2 separate regions of the Anser cygnoides genome follow, and region 1 is linked to region 2. Evidence: chromatin contacts called from public Hi-C data. All regions are on one chromosome and are shown on one strand. The core of a region is the stretch at or near the end of the contact, and the rest is flanking DNA. Distances in the headings are between cores, read along the strand shown.

Region 1 (4,917 bases), core at 256-2,755, 51 kb before region 2:
TTTCTCCTATTGAACAAGGATTTTCTGAATTTCTCACTTTACACAATTATTTTTAAGGGTCTGTGTAGAGTTGGCATAATTTAAACTAAAAATGCCAAAAACACCAACAAAATAAAAAAACAACAACCCACCATCACCACCACAATAAAAAAAAAAAAAAAACAGTTTTACAGGACTGGAAGTGTCATTGTTTCAAATCTCCATAGCAGTCTTTCCAAAATATTTACATAAAATATCAACAATGTTTACATAAAATATCACATAACAGAATGAAAACTGCTGCTCACAAATACAGTGATAGGATGAGAATGGGCTGAGAGGAACCAACAAGGAAACAACAAATCCCCTGCAAGCAGTCCTAACAATAAATAAATAAATAAATAAATAAATAAGTAAACAAACAAACAAACAAACCCATGCCTGCTGTGTCCTGATCCACCTACCTTCAGGCTGGGATTTACTGCTTTGGACCAGTTGAGTAAACATATAGAAAGACAATAAAGAAAAACTGAACATCTGTTTAGTAAGGATGTCCCGTTCTTCCAGAAAATAAGAAAATAATCACCCCACATTTCCTCCTACTGCTAGCAGCCATTGCAGAGATGGCTATTAGGAAGCTCACCACCAAGACATGCCCTCCCACCAGTTCCTGCCCTGCACTGGATGCTAAGAAGACCTGGCAGCATTGATGCCCAGGCCAGGGAGCCTCCGCATGTGCTCCAGCTGCTGGCACTCTCCCCGAGAGCCTCCTTGCTCTTCAGGGATGCCTTACAACCCTAAATGTGCAAAGAGCTCCTAGAAGCTACTCCACAGCTTCTTAACTGGCTGTTAAAACCACCGTGCCTCATATCCACCTTCTTTTGTCGTCTTTATGTAGTCATGTTGTCTTTATGTAGCGTGGTGCTTTCAGCCATATGATATTGTGTTTTAGGCCGTGTGGGAACCGAACCCAGCCCTCTCGCAGGCTCTGCAATCGCAGCCCCTCTCCAAAGCTCTGGGCTGGGAAGAAACGCAGCAGGCTGACGCCCTCTTGAACGCGGACAAAGCCAGACCTCCAGCGCTTGCGGATACACAGGCCTCAAAAGCCACTTTAGGTACCAGTGTCAGGGAGAGACACAACAAGACTACAAATTCCTAAGCACCCAGCAACCCCGGGCCTTTTACCAAGCTTCGGTCACACGGAGCCACTCACTAACGAGGCTGCATCTCAACACATACCATTCCCATGCGGGGCTGCTCGCCCTCGGCCTCCATACAAGTTAGCGGTACAGCAACAGGGAGAAGCCTGACAGCTGCCCTCAAACCCCTACGATGTAGTTCAGAAACTGGCACAATCGTTGTCTCGAGTCATCCTTCTGCTTACCGGCCTTGTGTGCAAACGTCAAAAATGACATAGCAAAGTAACAATTCCCTGTTTAAAGGGCGCTCTGTATCCCCGGTATATTACCATATACATGCATCTGTGTTCTTGGGAACCCAGGGATGTTTATCTTAACAACAGGCTGTGGAATTTGAGGAAACTGGGCCAATTATCTGTGGCTTGGTGCCATTAAAGTCAAAGTTGCACTAGCAGAGAGTTTGGAACGGTGTTTTTAGAAAATTCCAGGGGAATTAAATGAACATGGCAATACAACACTGTGTTACAGTCTTTATAAAAACAAAAAACCCCACTACACTCCTTTAATGAGAGAACTAAGCAAGTTAACAGGTAACAATGCAAATTAAGAATTAAGAAGTCTTGCTTCCCTTCCAGACGAAACCATCATTCTTAATTGTGTAATGAAGCTGAAATCCAGCGTCGTGGTTTTCCCAAAGGACCACAAAAATAAAACCCGAACCCACTCAGCAGTGAAGGATCAAGTTTTTCCAAGAGTCTGGAAACCGATTTGGGAAAACAATCAGAATAGTGCTTAAACATGGTGCTTTTGAAGCCATCCTCGGGTACCTATGTGTGGATACATATTCTGCAGAACGCAGGGCAGATGATTCCGGACACTGAATTTCCCCTACACACCAGAGTCAAGGCACAGGCCTTAAGAAAGCAGTTAGCCAAACTGCCCCTGCCAGCCACTGCTCTGCTGATGACGGAGGAAGAACTCGAACTGCTGTACGTGGACCAGGCAAGCTGACCTGCTTACCAATCAGTCAGTTGAGTTCCCCACTTATCAGCGTGCCTTATGACTTATTCATATCTTAACACCCAGTCAGAAAGCATTCTGAGTATACCAACAGCCTGAGGCGAGCGAGCAAGCCAGCTTTCAGTGAGGAGAAATAGCTCTTGGACAAACATTATTCCTATGTCAAGGATTCTTTCCTTTGTGTGCTTTACAGCTCCACTGGTAGATGGAAATTTCTCTCAAAACTCATTTTTCACTATAATATCAAAAGCAACCCTAGCATATGCATTGAGATGACCTGGACAAATCTGGTCAAATACTTCAGACATGGTAAAGCCGGAAGTACACAGAGTAACATATAGGTTTACAAGTATGGGGAAAACAGCATTTGAAGCTTACACACACTTCCTTCAACTGAAAAACATACAAAAATATTACTAATTGGTTTTGTTCCCAGTTGAAAAGAAAGCATCCCACAATACAAGCACAATGCTTAGAAATGTCTTCCTTCAAAATGTTATTTTCATGGTCTAAATGTGGCAGAGTTTGGAAGATACTGGTCTAAGGAAGGTAAAGGCCTTATCTGCCTCAGAACCAGAACTGGGATTCGTTTTCCTCAACTCATGAACATATTCTATCACAAGCAAAGTTATCCTTCCCAATACTTACTTTTCCATAAAATGGTAATATTTACCCAGATGTAAGACTGGAACATGTCCCAGACTTTCAACGTCCACAGTTACATTTGAAGATGATGATAAACTACAACATCATAAGAAATATCACTAAAACCAAAGTAATTGCCTGTTTCAAAGACTTTCACACTCTTTGCTGCTTGTGCACAAGCAAGCTTCTGTCAAGGGAGTAGTGCAAGATTTAGATTTCTAGATTAACAAGCAAAATGGAAAGTAAGGCCTACATGTACAATCCTGAATATAAACACAGGATTTCCTGAAAGGAACAGACCACTTTACCTACTCTGTAAATCCCCTGTGAACATTGCTCATTTGGCATACAAACTCTCAACTGATTGAAAACAGGTAAATGAAGAAGCCAAGATTTGACAGCTGAAGCCAATAATATTTAAAAGTGCTTTGAGACAGAGCACCCTGAATTTCACTATTTAGCTCTCAATATTTTTTTGGCTCTCTGTCCAGTATGTTCTAGCAACAGACATCAAAGCTTTACCATATCTCTTTTGCTGGCAGGAAAGAGTATGACACTCTCCATGCTACTGAACAAGCTCCAGGGAGCACTTCTTGCAACTTCACCTGGCAGACTGGGAAAAAGGAACTCTCTTGGAAATTGTTGCACATCTCATCGTTAAAAGAGTATTTTTAGAAAAATACTTCTGTATCCTCTATAGGCACTGACTTCCCTGAAATGAAGTTACTCCATTTAACTCCTTCTATAACTCACCTGGGAAAACTTTCAATCCAAATACAGTCATGCTTTAAGCACAAGCAAGTTGACATATTACACAGTATCTGTCTGAGGTTTGGGGATCTAATAGAATTTTCCACAATAAATGTTGAATTGCCATCACAAAGCATGCCCAACAGCAGTAGAGATCTCCATGCCATTACTTCCCCCATACAGCTACCAGTTTTGGCTTTGTTTAACAAATTATTGGGTACCCTTTCAATTGGAAGAACATAGTAGTCTATTAAGCCATTCATGAATCAGTTCAAGCAAATGTAACAACCATATTCCAAAGTGAAAACTGCAATTTTTCCCCTTCCAGGATGCAGGGAATTAAACATTACAGTTATTCCTAATGCAAAGTAGAGACACCAGGGTACGCTAGACCATCCTTACCTCCCCTGCTGTTCTGGATCCAGACTCAAGCCTCCAGAAGCACACTGTTGTTTGTCTGTACCAGCTCAAGGGTTCAGCAAAGACACAGCATCCCATTACTACTAAGAACCATTTTCTGGTCTTCTCAGTAGAATATTTAGCCAAAACTCAAAAATTGAAGCCTTGTAATATTATAAGGCTCTTTTATAGGCTCTTATATCTTCGCAATGTCTGATCGCCCACTGCAGAGAAGCTCGGTTTTCACATGCCTGTCCCTCACCACAGAAAGAAGGGGGAGGAGGAGGACAAGTGCAGATAGTTCATTTATATTATTAAATAGAAAATAAAAATTCATCAAGAAAATGCCCTACCGATATTCATCACTGCACTGGAGCCTCCATGGGAGGAACAGGAAGCACAGCAACAGTTTCCCGTGACTCAGGCCTAGCAATAATTCCTGTGTAAACTTCTATCATCAGCAGCAACTGACACATCAATGCCAAAATAAGCCGCTCTCTATAGTTAGAAAGAGCAGCCAGCTTTGAGGCAGCAGTAAGTCTAGCACAGCCCCTCAGGGCTGAATGCCTTGGTGGTGACAAGCTGCACCAGAGCCTTCCCAGAGCTCTTTCCTTACAAGAGATCCACAGGTTTCCATCACAGACCTGCAGTTCTGCTGCTCCTCCTTCCCTTGCTCCCAAATTGCTGGTCGGTCCAGACTCCACCACCACCTGAGGCCGCACAGCTGCCTGCACACCCTGCCCGGTCTCTGCTGTTTGAGCAAGGCATGCTGCTGCCCCCTCCTCTGCAGGAAGAACCGCTGCTGAAATGCCCTCTTCCTCTGCCCCTCTCTACCTACACTGAGGGCAATAAAAACAAGGAAGTTTATTAGTAAGCAGGAAGAAAATGTCATCCACTTGACTTGGATCCATGGCTTTCTAGGCTAAGATCGCTTGCAAAGTGTGCCAGAAGGGCGAGATAAGAGACCAGTTTTGCCTGAACTCAC
Region 2 (4,567 bases), core at 1,794-4,293:
CTCTCTGATGGAGGAAACAAAATTTTCAAAGAGAAAAATCCCAGAAGCTACCAAAGAATCTTAAAAATCATTGCTACGCCTAAACATCATCAGTGTGTGATACTGAAATTGTAACATTTGAATTTATTGAACAACTGCAGGGACCTGTGAATAGAGCTGACTTCTTATCCACAGCAGCCTTGTCTCAGAAAAACAAAGTGATTAAATCATAACACAAGAAACTTAATATTACCACAGGACTGCAGAAATAAGAAAAGCACACAAAGTTTTACTCAAACAGTGACAGCATGTGCTAGTTTCAAGAAAGTGTTGGAAAAGAATCTGAGAATAAAAAGCACAGGATAAAGATGTGCTCATGTTCTTATCCATCATTCTGCCAAAATGGTCTAAGACCAGAAAAGTGGCCCCGTGTACTTCCCAGGAATGATGGAGCTGTCAAGGCAAATGGAACATAATATTATATACAGGCAACTGAATCATCATACCCAAAACACTGAGAACAGAAACTCTCATGAGAATGGGGGTCAGTCTGGAATAGATGTACCTAAAGAAAGCAAGAAACACCATGTACTGACAAGATGGGTTAGAGCATGAGTAATCTTGTTAGCTGGGAGAAAATCTAGTACATGTGGCAAAATAAAACAGAAGTATATAACACCTTCAACAGGTGTTAGAGCAAACTAAAGAACAGATCTTATCAAAGAAAAGTAAAACATGGAAACATACCTTAATATTACAGGCGACTAGTCAGACTTTCTGGAACCAGGCAAAATGTGAGAAGCTTCCATAGCACCCATTGAGGATAGAGCAGTGAAGTGTTTAAGCATTCCTGAACTACGTGGTTTAATCACGAGATCTCAGTTTACTTTAAATTAGGTCATATATTTATTTGAGAACAAGAATTTGATTACAACTGACTGTCCCTTATGATAGCCAGGCAAGAAGCAAAGCCGAGTTTGCTGTAGAGATCACAAAGAGTATTAAAATGTTGGAAACAGCAAAGAGAATATTTAGCAATCCATTCCTGAATGTTGAAAATATTCCCACAGTAAAGTTTACTGCAGCTGAGTAAAAGACTTGTAGTCATGTTCAGTTACAGGTACACAGCGGAAGGAGTAACAGATCAAACTCGTAAGAAAGGGGCTAATGATAAAACTTGCAGAATTACAGTTCTGATTTGTATTTGTATTTACAATTAATTATTTATTCAAGATAGTTCTTGTACAGAAAGCAAGTAACATTTCTGAAGAGAGCTTATACCAAAGGGACTGTTATACTAAAGAGAAGAAAACCCAGTCTGGGATATATTGAAATTACGCATCTTGATGGCGAGAAAGATACAAACGTATAATGAAGTGTGTGTATCAACAACACACAAAATATCATAGTTCCCAACTAAGAGGAACTGGAAAAAAAAGGGGGTATGAGTCAATATGTCCCCTGGGTGTGCTTTTAATTGCACTGAACATTCTCCATTATGAAGACCATTTAATTTGAAAGGCTATGGATCTCTGTCTTGTTATTAAAGCATTTTGTTTGTGTTTCTCTTTCTGCTCTGTATTGCTATGGCCACTATTATGTGAAGATCTCAAAAGACTGTTAAAGTTCATACCAGCTCATTCCCCACAAATTCCCCTCTTGCATAAAAACAATCCTTAACCTGGACTAATTTAACAGAAAGCTGTACGCAGGAAAAAACACTAGAAATGTTAAAGCAAAGGCAGTAATTTGACAGTTATTATGGCTCAGTTTTGTCCTGTTGGGCAGGGACAATTCAATTAAGCGACTTTTCTAAGCTCTGCCAGCACGCTGCTGTTGGAACTGGTTCTGCATTTGAGCTAGTATCCTATATCGGTCATCCTCATCAGAGCCAAAGACAAAATATACAGCTTTCTAAATCTAAATAAATCCTTCTTCAAAGCGTACTTTTCTTTTGCCGACTTAAAGAAATGAGGTGACATTTATGTACGTATTCTGTTTATTTATATCTAGTCAACTACTCATTTACATTAAAAAAGAAACGGACAATTTATTATGCTTGTGCAGTTCCAAAACTGTAGCTTCTTTGACAATTACAGATCAACTCTAATTGCTGAAAACATACGCTGCAAAATGGGACAGAATCCAAAATTATTAAGAAATGAGCACTTTTGTTGAACATACACATGATATTTTTCAGTTCTTATCAGCCCAGCCAGTTCTATATGGATATTCAATATATCAAGCCTGCTTTCAGCCCTGACCTCTTACCGTTTTTCTAGACTCCCTGCCAAACCTGCGAGCAGCTGAACAGTGACAAAAGGTTTGGCAAGCTGAGGGAAGGAAGCTTCAGTTCCTCCAGGTTTCTGCTCTGTGGCTACAGCCTCTGGTGGCTGAGGAGGTATGAAGCAAAAGTGGTATGTCTCTTACAGCTGGCACCTTCCCAGCTGCCCTCTCCCAAGTAGGGTGTCAAGGGATATTTTTATTTTTTTTATTCTTATTTTTTTTACCCCAGTATTAGGGAGGGGTTACATACATACTGAAATCTTTCCTATGGTGAGAGCGAAAAAAAATTGGTCATCATCCTGCCTTAAACACCGACTGTTTAAGGATACTGGTCCTTGAATTTAATTTATTTCTATTATTTATAACTATTATTTAACTTGTCCTGTTGAGGATACTGTGATTCAGTGATTCTGTGATACTGTTTCTTTCACTAAACCAGGTCGAAACGTACCGATGGGCTCAAAACTGTTACGAGGGCGAAGTGGGACAACAGATAAAATAATTATTCACGGCTCACCTTGGGGAGATACACCAAAGGCTGTTAAAAGCTAAATGTAAAAGAAAAGGACTTGGTATATACTTTTTAGGGGAAGAAGGGAAGGGGAGGGGAAGGACCTAAGGATGAAGAATGACGTGAAACCTCCACTTTACAGAAAAAAATTGAAAAAATATTTGTTTCGGGGGCCGTTAGGACGGGGTGGGGGGCGGGGTGGGGGGGTGGGGGGGCTGCCGGTTGCCGAGCAACTAGAGTCTGCCTAGCAACCAGGCGGCGCTCCGGCTACATCCGGGGACCCGCGGCGGCCCCGGCCCCGCTCCAATGGCGGCTCCGGCGTCCGTCCCCGTCTCCTGGATACGGCCGCGCGGCGACGACGACCCGAGCGCTGCGGCGGGGGGAGCGGACAGCCCTTCTTGGCGCTTTGCGGCGTTTCCTCACTCTAATAAAAATATTGAGAAATAAAGCAGCTGATAGAGCCTCTTGGCGTGTTGTGCCGGTGTCTCTCCCTCTGTGTGGCGTGTGGCGGGGAGCTCCCTGTAGGCACACACCCCTGTTCCACCCCAAAGCGGGGCATGGGAGGCTCCGGGACCGCGGGCGGGGCTCAGCGGCGCCGGCCGATGGCGGCGGAGCGGGGCCCTGCGGCCCCCCGGGAAGGGTGGGTGTTGCTCGCCCGCCGCCTGATGGCTGGCGGTTGAGGGGCGAGAGAACCAACGGCTGCTAGGACTTCAGCAGGGCCTTTGGTACGGTCCCCCATAGCATCCTCCCGGAGAGGCTGGCAGCCCGTGGCTCGGACAGGTACACGCTTTGCTGGGTTAAAAACTGGCTGGACGGCCGGGCCCAGAGAGTGGCGGTGAACGGAGTGAAATCCAGCTGGTAATCGGTCACCAGTGATGTTCTCCACGAGTCGGTGTTGGTGCCCATCTCTTTAATATCTTTATTGATGATTTGGATGAGGAAATTGAGTGCACCCTCAGCGAGTTTGCAGATTATACCAAGTTGGGGGGAAGTGTCGATCTGCCGGGGGATAGGAAGGCCCTGCAGAGGGACCTGGACAGGATGGGTTGATGGGCAGAGGCCAGCGGGTTGAGGTTCAACATGGCTGAGTGCTGGGTCCTGCACTTTGGTCATAACAACCCCGTGCAGTGCTACAGGTCTGGGGCAGAGTGATTTGAAAGCCATGCAGAGGAAAAGGATCTGGAGGTGCTAATCGATGCTTGCCTGAACATGAGCCAGCAGTGTGCCCAGGTGGCCCATAAGGCCAAGAGCATCCTGGCTTGTATCAGGAATAGTGTGGCCAGCTGGACCAGGGAGGTGATCGTCCCCATATACTCAGCTCTGGTGAGGCTGCACCTCGAGTCCTGTGTTCAGTTTTGGGCCCCTCACTACAAGAACAACATCGAGGCCCTGGAGCATGTCCAGAGAAGGGCTACGAAGTTGGTGAAGGGCTGGAACACAAGTCCTATGAGGAGCAGCCAAGGAAACTGGGGTTGTTTAGTCTGGAGAAGAGAAGGCTCAAGGGAGACCTTATTGCTCTCTACAACTGCCTGAAAGGAAGGTGTGGGGAGCTGGAGGTCGGCCTCTTCTCACAGATAATTAGTGATAGGACTAGAGGGAATGGCCTCAAGTTGTGTCAGGGCTGCAGGAGGCCTCAGGCCTGCATGTGTGGCTCCGTTGGGAGTGCTCTGGCCGTTCATTCACCAAGAGAAGAAGGAATGCTTCTGGAACTGGGTGTTCTTGGTGTCCTGGTCCTGCATTCTGCTGGCCAGAGCAAATGTGATTCCCATGGCACCCGTAGCCTGCTGTTTT

Evidence for each region. Hi-C and Micro-C count contacts between places; a contact is called where the count stands out from the background.
Region 1: a contact with region 2 is called in a Hi-C map of granulosa cells, with 1.5 times the contacts expected there. The contact joins the enhancer-like site here to the promoter of ULK4 in region 2. A contact is called at or near these places in 4 of 7 Hi-C or Micro-C datasets (fetal liver, granulosa cells and liver).

What each region holds. Positions count from the first base shown.
Region 1 is chr2:47,803,384-47,808,300 of Taihu_goose_T2T_genome, reverse strand. All of the region lies in intron 1 of TRAK1 (trafficking kinesin protein 1), which reads right to left. Among named protein-coding and RNA genes, the nearest start is that of TRAK1, 11 kb to the right of the region's middle. Within about 2 kb of position 1,505, at least 1 of the 3 cell types and tissues checked has open chromatin away from gene starts, as enhancers often do.
Region 2 is chr2:47,754,750-47,759,316 of Taihu_goose_T2T_genome, reverse strand. It overlaps ULK4 (unc-51 like kinase 4), which reads left to right and starts at 3,043. Exons shown (of 39, transcript XM_066992021.1): 1 at 3,043-3,556. It overlaps LOC125184234 (a long non-coding RNA gene), which reads right to left and starts at 2,617. Exons shown (of 3, transcript XR_007167918.2): 1 at 727-2,617.